Linked DNA regions of Gossypium hirsutum: region 1 is linked to region 2. Evidence: chromatin contacts called from public Hi-C data. All regions are on one chromosome and are shown on one strand. The core of a region is the stretch at or near the end of the contact, and the rest is flanking DNA. Distances in the headings are between cores, read along the strand shown. Region 1 holds the start of LOC107897098 (nuclear pore complex protein NUP85-like). Region 2 holds the start of LOC107897093 (protein SAWADEE HOMEODOMAIN HOMOLOG 2).

Region 1 (6,556 bases), core at 3,608-6,107, 230 kb after region 2:
AAAAACGAGGTGTATACACAAGTGTTCGGCCCTAACAAGGATGGAAAAAGTTGGAATATGGACTTGGGATGACCAAATCTAGGTTGTTTGGCTATGGTTTAGTCACTCGAGGAAGCCAATCTACATCGACCATCAGTACATTGAATGAAGAGATGAGTGCTAAACATGTTGAGCAAATACAAACAATTTAATCCGAACAAGCAGTTCGATAGAAGACTCTACTCGAGGAAGTAAAATCTTGATTCCGTACGGAGGCCATAGAGTTAAATGCTCATTTGATAGCTGAGATAGAAGAAAGATTTATGAAATTAACTGAAATTCGAGAGGCAAAGTTCATGGATATGATGGATGCTCGTAAGAAGAAGTATAGGGCTCTCCTCAACGAGTGTATGGCAAAGGGAATGTCAAGTAAGTACAAGGCTTTTCATAGTAAGCATAGTAAGGTGACTATTTTATAACTAGATTGTCAATAAGTTTGTTAAGGTTTAATAAACATTGATTGTTGTAACTGAATGCTAGGTTCTTATTTGATGTTTTCATTGTTTGCTTAACTAATAATTAGTGGATGTACTGATGAAAATTCTTTACTTAGCTTCAATTTATGGTTCTTTAGTTAATACTAAAATATTCTTCCTACGTGTTCATGTTGTTTCTCATCTAACTCGTATAAATAGAAAATGTACATTGCTATTTTTGCAGTTGAATTTCAAAGTAGCAGATTTGATGATAAAGCCTTCAATTCAGATGATGATGAATGAGGCTTGCTGCATATTATGTATTATATATATGTTATAGTGGTTGATGAATGCAGTTGTCCTATAATTTTTTGATGTCATGGGAAACATGTTGACAAAATGTTTGCAACATGTTGACTGCTTCTATTAGGATTTTATATAATTTTTTGATGTCATGTTAAACAAGCTGACAACATGTTCGCAACTTGTTGACTACTTCTATTAGGATTTTGTATATAAATTACTAATTGCATTATTCAATTGTAATTTTGTATTTATATGATTGTTTTATGTTAATTAACTATTCAATTAATATCGCCTCAAACTTTTCCAAACCCAATACATACAAATTTGCTCATATTTCGCCAAAATAGGCTATTAAAAATCGGGGAAAAATGTCGTAAAAAAACATTGGACATGAGACGAAATCTGTCCCAACCTTTTTAAGTTTACCTTGGACAGGTTTACCTTTTCCTTTTTAAGGTTGCCTTAGACGGATTTATCCTAACTTTTTTTAAGTTGCCTTGGAAAAGGTCTATCACAACCTTTTTACAACTGTTTAAACATGTCTATCCCAACATTTTTAAGGTTGTCTTAGACGGGTCAATCCCAACCTTTTTTAAAAGTTACCTTAGACAAGGTCTATCCCAACCTTTCTAAGGTTACCTTAGACGAGTCTATCCTAACCTTTTTAAGGTTGCTTTAGACAAGTCTATCTCAACTTTTTTAAAAGGTTGCCTTAGATTGGTCTATCCCAACCTTTTTTAAAGGTTGCCTTAGACAAGGTCTAACCGAACTTTTTTAAAAGGTTGCTTTAGACTGGTCTATCCCAACCTGTTTTAAAGGTCGCCTTAGACAAGGTCTATCCCAACTTCTTTTAAAGGTTGTCTTAGACAAGGTCTATCCTAACCTTTTTTCAAAGGTTAGCCTTGACTAGGTCTTTCCCAACCCTTCAATAAGGGTCGACTTATGTTGACTTATGCCAATGCTTTTTCAAAAGTATCACGGAGCCTATGCCTACTGTACTATAGACAACCTTTTTAGAAGTGTCGGGAGAAGCGTCGCGAAACCTAGGCCAACCTTTTTTGCGTCGTCTTAGGTAAAAAAAAATTGTCATGATAGACTTATTTTATTGTAATATAATTTATATAAATAAATTTTATTATAAAATAATTTAATATATTTTAGTTAATACATACAATTAATCATTACAGAATGTGAAAATTAATATATATTATATTACAAGTTTTTAAGAAATATTTGTGTTCACACAAATGTAAAGTTAAAAAACATATTTTTAAAAAGTAAAACAAAATATAAATTCCCCTTGCATTTCACATGTTTTATAACTATTTATTAATTTCATAGTACAATAGAATAAAATTATTGATTTTGTATTTACGTTATATCCATTTTGTATATATATTTTTAAACATTAATTTCATTATAGGTTCATATTGTATATGTTTTTTATTATTATATAATATTTAGAACTACTCGTAATTCCTTCTCAATCTTTAAATAGGAAGATCATGTGCTTCAACGTAATCGAATCCACATCCTCCTACACTAATAATAATTCTGATGTGAATCGAACTAAAACTCAATCGACACATTATTATATTTTAATTAAGGTGTAAATACAAATTCACATGAGTCTTTACTATTAATTTCAAACCTACATCTAAAAAGTCGTATCTCACCATGCATTGATATTCCACTTAAATCATATTCAAAGCAATTATTATGTACAAAATGAAAATAATTTTCCACTTAAATCATATCTATGGCCATTCCGAATAAAGCATTCATGCACAAATGATCTTAATATACATTAAAAGTTAAATGGTCAACCCTGCAACTCCTTACCATTTATAAATAAATGTTATATATGGAAATTGGAGACATATTTGATAGTTTCAAGTCCATCACATTACTTCTAATGACTTAATTTAATATTTTTTTACAATAAATTATATAAAAATCCAACCATTTCCCATTAAATAAAATTTGAGCATGATTGTAGGTTTCCGAACAACCCGAATATGGTGAAGGCAATTTTATTTTCAATTTGTTAATAATAAAATGTAAGATGCTCATATCTTCAAAAACAAGAGAAAGGAAAGAAATCCTAAGTGATGTTTGGAATAGTAATATGAAAAATAAAAATTATTCCAGTTTAAGTTAAAATTTTGTGAGGTAAATTGTAACGATACGACCAAGAATTTTAAAGTTTCTTAATAATTTTTGGATGAATAACTTGTTAATTAATTTTGTTTATCAAACCTTTTTTAGTTTTAATGAAATTTAAATAAAAATATATAATTGATCCCAAAAAGGAGAAAAAGTGTGGTTTGCTTACACCATGCAATAACTTTGCCTCACTCACAACCCACCATTTTTCAAACCATTCATGCCTTTTAACTTGCTTCAGAATCAACCTTGGATACCATATGCCCATATTGGCTATTGCCATTGTCATAGTATTTCCCCAACAATACCGCTATTCCTCTCTTGTCCTTCAATTTCCCCCAAAGAATCTAACCCCAAAATTCTCTTTACAAGCACCATAATCTTTTCCCTTAAAACACCACATATTTTGCCTTCACTTTTCAATACCTCCAATCATGGACCTCTCTTCTAGTTCATCATCATCCTCATCCTCATCCTCATCATCAACCCCACGACCAAACAACCATCATCATCACCTCCATTACACCAGGCTACATTATCGTTTCAAACCAACTCAACCAGTTGCTGAAAGGATAGCTCGAGCGCTCCGTCACCCGCTCTTCCTCCTCCATCGATCCGATTCCGACTTTTTCGTGTTAGGTGCTACGGGGAATGTCTACACCGTGACCTTATCTTCCACCCCTTCATGCACCTGCCCCGACCGTACGACCCCATGCAAGCACATCTTATTCGTTCTAATCCGAGCATTGGGCGTCTCGGTCGACGACGCGTGTCTCCGGAGGCGAACTCTCCGTCCATGTAGGCTCAGCCGTCTCCTCGGGACGCTGACGTTGCCTGAAGCTCTAGCCGGGGCAGGGGTACGCGAGAGGTTCCACCAACTTTTCTCTCAGAGGAAAAAACAAGGCGAGTCCGGGGGAGTTAAGGAGATAGAAGAAGGAACGGTTTGCCCCGTTTGCTTGGAGGAAATGGAGAAAGGAGAGAAGGTGGCGGCGTGTTCCACGTGTCGGAACCTGATCCATGAAGAGTGTTTGATGAGGTGGAAGAGGAGTCGAGGGAGGAGGTCGGCTAATTGTGTAATTTGTCGTGCCAGGTGGAGTACTGATCAAGAGAAGTATTTGAATTTGGCTGCTTATATTGGTCGTGACGACATTGGCGACGGTGGTAGTAGCCTATGTGGATAATTTGTTTTAGGTTGTTAGTTGTAGGGTAAAAAATTGTTAATCACGAATTCTTTACGTTTAATTATGAAACTGTTAATGGATAATATCATTTGATAATAGGGTAGTGGAAATAAATAAAAATTGACTTAAATATTTTATTTATTTAATGATGTCATGAATTTGTACTATGGGGTTAATTAGGATGAGACTTTCTCAAACTATATTCTTACTGGATGTTTGTTTGGATTTAATGTAAGTATACATATGAGATTAATTTAAAAAAAAAGTGGGGGTGCATGATAGATTACACTTACACCCAAGCTTAAAATAGACTCCACCTTCAAGTAATTATCTAAAACTAATTTAAAATAAATTTTATAATTGGACGACAATCTTTTATTTGTCTAACTTAAAAATAAGAAGCTGTTTGCTGTTTTCTATTTATTACCAAAAGTTACAAAGAATGATGAGACTTTCAAAAGTTCAAGATTCATATACGAGTGATTTTATTGGTTTTAATAAATATTATTTACCATTTCATTAGGAAAAAAAATATCAGATTTTCTTTTAATTTTAAATTAAAATTTGAGTTTGAATTTAAAAAAAATAATTTGAATCTAAAATTAATATATAAATAAAAAATTTAAGGTGTAAGTGAAATAATAATTTTAATTATTTGAATCTGAATCAATTACATTATTTTACAAAATTCAAGTGAATCTGTAATTTTGTATAATTAATAGATGTATGAGCGTTGGGAATTTTATTTACGAAACTTATTCTTACGTTAGTTTAGTTTCGCCTCGTAACCAAACACGGGTCGAATGAATCCCTCCTTTCCCCCTCAATTCAACGTTGGCAAACCCCCTCGAAAACCCTAAAGCTTTCAGACCCCCCACTCACTGATTTATTGGCAAAAGGAAATGCCCGGCGTCTCTTCTGATTCCGCCCGCGGCGCTTTGGTTCCACTTTCACCCGAGTCCCCGGGCGCGGTGGTGTATCCTCTCCGCCATGGTCTCAAGTCTCCAATCTCTAGACTCTCCATCTCATGGTCACGCGGTAACTCCCTCCGAGTCTCGGTTTTCGCCGCTCCTTCTTCCGATGGCTCCGTCAATGATGGTGACGGAGGAAAAGTAGTGGAAGTGAAGCTCGGCGGCGGAGACGGCGAGATCAGCGAGGCTCATTGGCGGAGGATCGCCTACGGTTCGGTCTCTCCTTTTGCTCTACTCCAAAGCAGGAAAAATGCTGTCTCCAGCTTGTCCAAAATGTCCATGAATTCTTCACCTTACGATGGTGACTGGTAATTGATTTTCAAAATTTCATTTTTTCTATACCAATATATCTTTGAAATTTATTTTCTTTTCTTCTGAAAAAAAATTGAATTCGCTGTTTTTAGGTGGGATTACATAATGGAGTACAGCAAGGACATAAATGCCCTTCTAGTTAATCAGAAATCGGCTTCAGTTCCGGTTCTCGATGACACGAAGTCAGTCATAACTGTGAGTTCCATTTTTTTGATGAGCCATTTTGTCTTCGCTTGGTATGAGGGATGGAAATTTTGTTAATATAATGGTTAAGCTAGAAAGTGTTAATTTAATGGTAATTTCTTTGAATTTCAAGTTACCTTTTTTTTTTCTCCTCTCAGAAAGGAGAGGAACCAACTAGTTTGAAGGCTGCGTGGGAGCTATTGGAAATGTTTTATGCAGAAAAGCCATCTCATTCATGGTTACCCGAACGCCTTGTTGATTGGTTAGCTGTAAATATCCTACCCTTTTATTTTGTTACTATAACCATTAAGTTTTACATTAGTTTGGTTTTAAAGTTGTTTGTTACTAGTAAGCAATTTGTGTCTTGGCAGGATTACGATAGCCTTTTCTCTGGAACACACCCGACAGTCCACTCAAAGCTTGTTGATTTTCAAAAAGAATTTGTTAACTTGCAGGTGTTAAATAATTAGCCTTCTATGTTCCTTATGAAGTTAACTTCTTTTATATGGTACTTCTGCAGTTCTGGAGGTTTAGGCTTGCGAGTTGTTTAACTGATATTTGGTTCTATATTCACCTAAGATGATGATATTTAATCAGTTTATTGAATGCAGGTTGTGGAGGATGATCCCAAATATTGGGAAGTTATGTCATCTGCACTTGCTGTTGGTTGGCTGAATATCGTAGTAAGTGGTTTGATAGTCTAATGTGGTTCATAGCTTACAAAGAGGAAAGCATGGTAGGTACATTTTTCTGTGGAATTTTATTATTTGATATGGTTTTTTATTCTCGCTTGCAGGTTAAAATGTTGCGCTTGCACGGTTCTTATCAATTAGATCAACTCAGCAATCGTGAGGTTGGTACGAGATTAGTTGTTGTGTATTGCATCTGAAAGTTGTAGCTCTATTTACCTGTAGTAGCATGTTTTGAGTGTAATCGAACAGTAAGCATTTTTCTTTTCATGCACACCAACAGACAGAGAATG
Region 2 (7,230 bases), core at 3,344-5,843:
AACCATCGTTCACTGACAACCACTGCCGATCACTCAATGGATCCTAATCCTCATTTTATTTTAAATGACAACAACCACATTACAACCTATGTGCATAAGGTAAGCGCGAAGAAAAATGTCTCATTTAATTTTAAATAATCATTAAATTTAAAAAAATTCAAACATTCTAAGAAATTAATACACGAAAATATAAAAAATGAAATCTTAAATCCTAAACAACTACATTAAATTTACAAATATAAAAAAATACAAACATTCTAAAGAAATAATACAATTATTTTGAATAGTAGTTTCTTCACAATTAATCGTCTTCTGCTTGAATCAGGTCTACGTTGCATCAGTACAGGATAATTGGATAGCTAAAACGGTCAACAAAATTAAAAAGAAACAGAAAACCAGTTGCATAAACCAAGGGAAAATTAATCGTTTTCTGCTTGAATTATGTCTACGTTGCATCAGTAACCTACTTATAAGTTGCACACATAAATAATAGCACATTACATTCTGACGGATCCTACTCACTTAGGTTCAAACATAATAGATATACGTACAGATCACAAGTTGTTCATCATCAGTCTAACACATTCAGATATTGCATATATCATCCATATATCAGTCTTAGAGCATCAGATAGTCCTCTTACAATCAAATTTAGATCATAAATACATTGTGGAGGTCAGTGCTCGTGTCGAGCAACACTCATGGCCTCAAAAATAAGATTCGGATCCTATTAATATGCCACACGACTTGAACACATATTTATGTCCTTACCTGTGTGGCTCACACGGCTTAGGCACACGCCTATGTCGTCTGCCCGTGTGGTTCTAAATCATAAACAGTGAGTTATACGGCCCGAACACACGCCAATGTCCTTACCTGTGTGACTCACACGGCCTGGGCACACACCCATGTTCCTGGTCATGTGGTTCTATAGTGTAAATAGTGAGTTACACAGCCTGGACACACGCCCATGTCTTTACCCGTGTGGCTCACATGGCCTAGGGACACGCCCATGTCCCTGGCTATGTTGCTTCAACAGTCTTGTTTTCTGATAACTGAAAATGCAGAAAAAGAGGGGTTTCGACACCCACCTGATACAGACTCGATACAAGAGCAACAAGGATGAATTCTCGCCCTGGCCAACGAATTAAACTAAAATAAAGAAATCAGACCTTGTACAAAATCAATGTAATGTAACATAGCACAAAAAGAAAAGAACTTGAAACGGTGAAACCAAATTAATAAAGAAGAAAACAATAGCGCAACGTTAGAAAAAAATGAAACAATGTGAAACAAAAAGGGAGTTTTTGTTTTGGGAAAGTCTAATTAACTAAAATAAACTACTCCACAAGGCAATTCAGTAAAAACATCTCTCTGATTTTACCGAGACTCGATCCCAAGTCTAAAAGGTATGTAAATGCTTAACCATTGAACTAGTAGGTTTATTCTTATCATTAGTTTATTGAAAATAAAACTTATGCCATGCGATCAAGAGTAAGGGTTTAATAAAAATAACAAAATTTCAAGGAACAGGGTTCGAACCCAGAACCTCTAAACTAGATCAATTTCCTTGTCAATAAACTCAAAATTGAATGATGACCATACTTGGTTTCCAAAACGTAATTTCTTCTAACCTGATTTTTGGGGTGTTACAAAGAATGACATGGATAAAGTGCTGAGTCATCTTCCCAGAATTTCCATGGAAATTCTGTTGGCAATCAATCTCACCATTTGCCACGACAATTTTTCACTTCCCTTATTTTCCCTCTTCATCTTCTTCCTCTTCCTACACCCGTGTTCACACAAAACCACACATTTCCCCCCCAAGTGATAAAAGTAACAAATAATGCCCATTATATCGCAATCCAAGCTTTATTATGCAATGTTCTAAAAATATCCTAAAAATGCAAATGTATTCACTTAATTACAACCAATTAATTCTATTTAGATGCCTTAAATATAACTCTTTTCAAGAGTTATCATCTTTCAAAACGAAATTTCTCTTAATTTTTTGTTATATCAAAAAGTGAGAGATTGTTAGATTTGATGTCTCAACCTTTTGATATAACAACATTTAAGATAAACTTTTATTTATATTTCTTAAGTCACTTGGTGAAAATAATTATTAAAAATGTTGTTAAACATTTTCAAAGCATTTCAAAGACTTATAAAAGTACTCAAAAACATATTTTAAACGTGTTTTAATTTATCTAAATATTTTTGAGTCAATCCAAAATGTTTTTAAGTGCTTTAACTCATTTTATACAACTATGAGAATTTGTATCGATACTTAGAGGAAGTTCTACCAATAGAAGTAAGTCACAGAGCACTTTAAGCATACCTCTAGACTTTTACTAATACTTAAGGGGACTTCTATTGATATAAGTAAGTCAATAAGCAATCTTTGGATTCTCCTGCATCTTCTACCAAATCCTCAGATTTCTACTGATACAAATGGACTTTTATCGATACATCGAGCTCCAACGGCCATAATTTTGAGACTTCTACTGACACAAGTCCACTTATACTGATACAAGTATATCTGAAATTGCAAATAAGCTCGAATTTAATGATTCCAACAACTAGAATTCATCCCCAATGGCTAGAAACATCCACAAACTTATTCCTTGGTATAAATACAAGTTTAAGACACATCAATGCATAATAGAGACATATCCAAGCATCAAACACAAGAGAATTAACTTAGAATCTTTATTTTCTTCATTTCTCTTGTACATATTGTTGAGAGCTTATGGTAATAACTTTTCTCACTCTTAAATCTTTTTATTTAGAGTTTCAATTTGTAAACACACGGCTACTAGAGATTCATGTTAGTTTGTTCATCTTCTCTTTGTTGTAAAGAGCATACTTAAGGGTTTTGAGGTATAAAACCTTAAGTAGATTGTAAAAGGTTTCTAGTTAAGCCTCAAACGCTAAAGGGTTTTAGTTAAGCCATAAAAACTAGGAGGAATGTTCTATCTTACCGTTGTGAAAAAGATAGGGATTATAAAAGCTATACATTTTTCTTGAAAGGTAACAATTCAAGTATAGTGAATTGGGAAATCCTTGGTTGCAGTATACACTTTTGTGATTATGCTTAAGGAGTCTAAATATATTAACCCTATGTTTGGATAAATAATTAAAAGGAAAAAAAAAGTAAAGGAATGTTAAAGAAAAGATATTTGCGTAGGTTTATTTTGTTTATATAAATAAAAAGGAAAGTAAAGTAATTGAATATTTATAACTTTTATTTGATTAAATTGTAGAGATATTAAGATAATAATTGATTATATGGTTTTTTTTAATTAAGTTCATTTATAAAATAATTAATATAAAAAATTAATAAGATACAAATGTAATTTCACATCTTAAAACTAGCCTTAATTTTTTTTCCCTAACTTTTTTTCCCAATTTAAGGTAATTAAAAATTAAGTAATTTAAGGGAAAATAAGGACAATTTAACTCCTTTTATAAAAGAAACTATACAAAAAGGACAAAAATGTTAATTTCATTTCCTTTCCTTTCCTTAATTTGAATACAATCCAAATATAATATAAGTAATTTTCCATTATAAAAATGGGTTTGTGAGACTTTAATTGTGGAAGCTATTTGTTTTTCTTTAGATTCACATATTATAAGGACTCAAACTTGAAAGATAACTCCACTCATAAATAATTCTACTTGTCTTGAAATTTAATGTATTATTTTATAAGTTTTGCTTGTAAAGATGAGTAAGAAAAATTGAAAAAAAATCTAACATCGATTTGAATTGAGGTTTTTTAGACAGTTTATGAACTATAAGTAAAAAAAAAAATTTACTTCACTCAAATCAAATATTATTTTTTATTTAATTTTTATGACATAATAATAAATATTTTATATTTAAAATAATGAAAATAATTAAAAAAATATATATTTTATAAGAATTAGTAATTTGACTTTTTTTCTTTTGAAATTTTATTGTATAATGATATCCAAAAGCCATAAAATAAAATTAATCTTATTAAAATAAGTCTAATAAATCAAAACATAAAATTAATATTCCAAATTATCACCAACGATTCGAGAAATTCAAAAAACTTGAACGAATTCAACTCCCCTTTATTTGCCGGTATAAATAGGTGGAAGCCCTTTTGTTTTGGATTAGGCAAGACCTGAACCCAATAAAGTTTATACGACGACCCAAGGCCCAAATACGAACAACTCAGTAGGACGCAGCACATAAGGATGAAATTCTATAAGGGTTTAATCATGAATTTCATCTTTCAACTTATAAAAACTCAGAAGTTAGTCCCTCTATTTTTTCAGATTTTGATATTTATATTTTTTGAAAATTAAGAAGTTAATCCACATGTTGAAATTTTTATGTTTTTATTTTTATAATTTGTGCAAAAAATTTGTTGAACTGCTAATATTTCCTTAATTTTTATATTATAAAGTAATGAATTGATGACTTTTAACTGAACAACGTGACGTGATTCAATTGGATTACTATATTTTTGTAAAAAATGAAGACCAAATTTTAATAAATTAAAAATAAAAGAACTAATATTTCAAATTTTATAAATAAAAAGGATGAAATTTATAATTAGAACTTCTGAAAGATTTTTCTGTTTGAATAATTTATAATTCTATAAAAATTGAATCCGAGACTTTGAAAGGCGCTTAAATGGTCATACATACGCTGTACAACACACACAGTCTCTGAAACTTCAAGAATTTAGGGTTCACTAAGGTAAACAAGATTCCTGAATCCCCAAATCGTTTCTCAGTTGCCTCCACCAAGTTTTAAACTTTAAAGTTTGTATTTGAAGAAAGCAAAGGAACTGTTTTGGAGTGTTTAATGGATCGTCTACGCCCAAGGCAGAGACAGAGACAAAGAGCAGCCTTCTCTGGGTTTACAAAACCCGAGGTGAAAAACCATGTCTTTTCTGTTTTAAGTGCCATTTCTTCATCTGGGTAGTTATCAGTTTCTCCATTTGTTAACAAATATGTAGTTTTAGCTGTTATTTTTATTTTTGGGGGTTTATTTTCATGTTCTTTTCTTTTAAAGAAACTTATCAGGATATTGCATTCATATGCTGTTACCAGTTTATGAATGATTAGCTGAGAAATTGAGCTTTAACTTGTGGGTCTAGAGCAAATTGTTGCTTTTTTTCTTCTTCTCATATATCCATATTTCTCAATATAGAAAGCTTCCTTACTTTATTTCTTATTTTTAATATATTGTACCATGTTTATGCTTCTGGTTAGCTCTGGCATACATGTTGATGTTATTTTTAATTCATGAACATATATTCTTTTTTTGTTTATTTTCATGTTCTTTGCTTTTTAAAGATATTTACCAGGATATTGTATTCATATGCTGTCACCCGTAGTTGTTTGTTTATGAATGATTAGCTGAAAAATTGAGCTTTAAATCTGTTGCATGCTTTTTTTTTCTCTTTCATACATGCATGTTTCTAAGTATAGAAAACTTCCTATATTTCTAGATTTTTCATTATTTTTTATTATTTATTATTTATTATTTTATAAATATATTGTCCCATGTTTCTGCTTCTGGTTAGCTCCAGCATTCGCGTTGATGTTTTTTATAATTGGTGAACACATGAAGTTCGAGCTCATGTCTTTATTATGGATCGTGTATGTTATTTTTATGTAGCATTTCTTTATTTTCATAGTTACGAGCTTCTCTGGTTGTTATCAAAGGTGTATATTTAGCTGTAACATTTTTGTTTATTTTTATGTTCTTTTCCCTCAAAGAAAATTATCAGCATATTGTATTCATATGTGCTGTTAGCAGTAGTAGGTTTGTTAATGAATGATTAGTTGCGAAATTGAGCTTCAAATTGTGGGGTTTAGAACAAATGGTGGCTTGCCTTTTTTCCCCCTTTTTCATACATGCATATTGCTCGATATAGAAAGCTTCCTATATTTCTTACCTTTTAATGGATCGTCCCATATTTTTGCTTCCGGTTGGCATGCATACGTGTCAATGTTTTTTGTAATTCATGAACATGTGAAGTTAGAGCTGTTGTCTTGATTCTGGATCTTGCATGTCATAGTTCTGATTCTTTGCATGATGCTTTGTGCATATGTATTAAAATTAGTATCTTTCAACCTTCTGGTTTGACATGGTAATATTGTTCAAGTGTTGTTGATTCTAACCTTTTGCTCTAAGCGAGTCAATGTGATCCTTATATAGAATTTTTGTAGTAGTAACTGTTGAGATATATCATGTTTGTGTTTTTTGCAAAGCTATTGTGTTATGGGATTATAAAACATATATTTTCCCGTTTTATTATATATTTATGTTCAGATCAAGAAGATGGAGAAATTTTTAATGAAATCAAGAGAGCTATTGCTGAGTAAGGAATTCTGTAAAAAAATGGCTAGAAATTTCAGGTTAGTTGCATTTCATGCATATTTCTCACCCTTCCTTCCTTTTATAGATAACCAAATGATTTTATTAGACATTGATGCATATTGTCTTTGCAGTTCATCTGCCGGTCGTGCTGGCAAACCTATTATTAAATGGACCAAGGTCTTTCTTTACTTTTTTCTTTCTTTCATTTTCGGTGTTACTTATCTCATTATTTCTCCTCTTGTCCTTAAATTATGATCATGGTGTTTATGGTTAACAGTTTAGGATTTCTCCTATTGACCCCTAATTCCTTATATTTTCTCAGGTACAAAGCTGGTTCTTAGCTAGGCTGCAAGAAAGCGCATCTAAAGTTCCTTCCTTGACTGATACATCCAAAACTGAGTCCAGAATCTCTGAAACTTGCCCTCTAGATGATGGGCCTCAAATTCCTCAGATTCTCAAAGGTTCGTGTCTTTTAGGGAAATTGAAAAGTGGAATGTTCAAAATCAAAACTGGCAAAGTTTCAGATGTCTTGTTGTTCTAATACTGTTTCGGTTCAATTTGTTACCCCATTTCATAGAACATGAAAGCTCTATAAGCATTGAGGATATTGTTCTCCCAACTTTGTTTTGCACATGGTCTCATATAAACTAATTGTTTGCACAATGTTATGGTTTATATTATATTATCGCAGAAATCTCTAACGGGTTTCTTGGTCATTTCTACGTTTGCTTTGTGATTTAGAAATCATGACATAAAAATGAAATAAAGAACTTAACCATCACTTTAGTTCCTTATTCTAGAAGCTAAATTTTTCCCTCTTTGTCTCTTGGAGTGGTTTCGAAAGTGGGAGAAAAGATCCCTGA

What was found. Hi-C and Micro-C count contacts between places; a contact is called where the count stands out from the background.
Region 1: a Hi-C map of leaf shows a contact between it and region 2, with 2.9 times the contacts expected there. The contact joins the promoter of LOC107897098 here to the promoter of LOC107897093 in region 2. A contact is called at or near these places in 5 of 34 Hi-C or Micro-C datasets (leaf and seedling).

What each region holds. Positions count from the first base shown.
Region 1 is chrA06:32,672,092-32,678,647 of Gossypium_hirsutum_v2.1, forward strand. It overlaps LOC107897098 (nuclear pore complex protein NUP85-like), which reads left to right and starts at 4,858. Exons shown (of 19, transcript XM_016822438.2): 1 at 4,858-5,387; 2 at 5,484-5,586; 3 at 5,733-5,843; 4 at 5,946-6,029; 5 at 6,186-6,257; 6 at 6,371-6,427; 7 at 6,547-6,556. The coding sequence starts at 5,011. LOC107895647 reads left to right here and starts at 3,213. Exons shown (of 1, transcript XM_041115753.1): 1 at 3,213-4,368. The coding sequence starts at 3,362. The coding sequence ends at 4,108.
Region 2 is chrA06:32,442,847-32,450,076 of Gossypium_hirsutum_v2.1, forward strand. LOC107897093 (protein SAWADEE HOMEODOMAIN HOMOLOG 2) reads left to right here and starts at 4,594. Exons shown (of 10, transcript XM_041115751.1): 1 at 4,594-4,735; 2 at 4,815-4,912; 3 at 6,320-6,405; 4 at 6,499-6,544; 5 at 6,690-6,828; 6 at 7,212-7,230. The coding sequence starts at 4,844.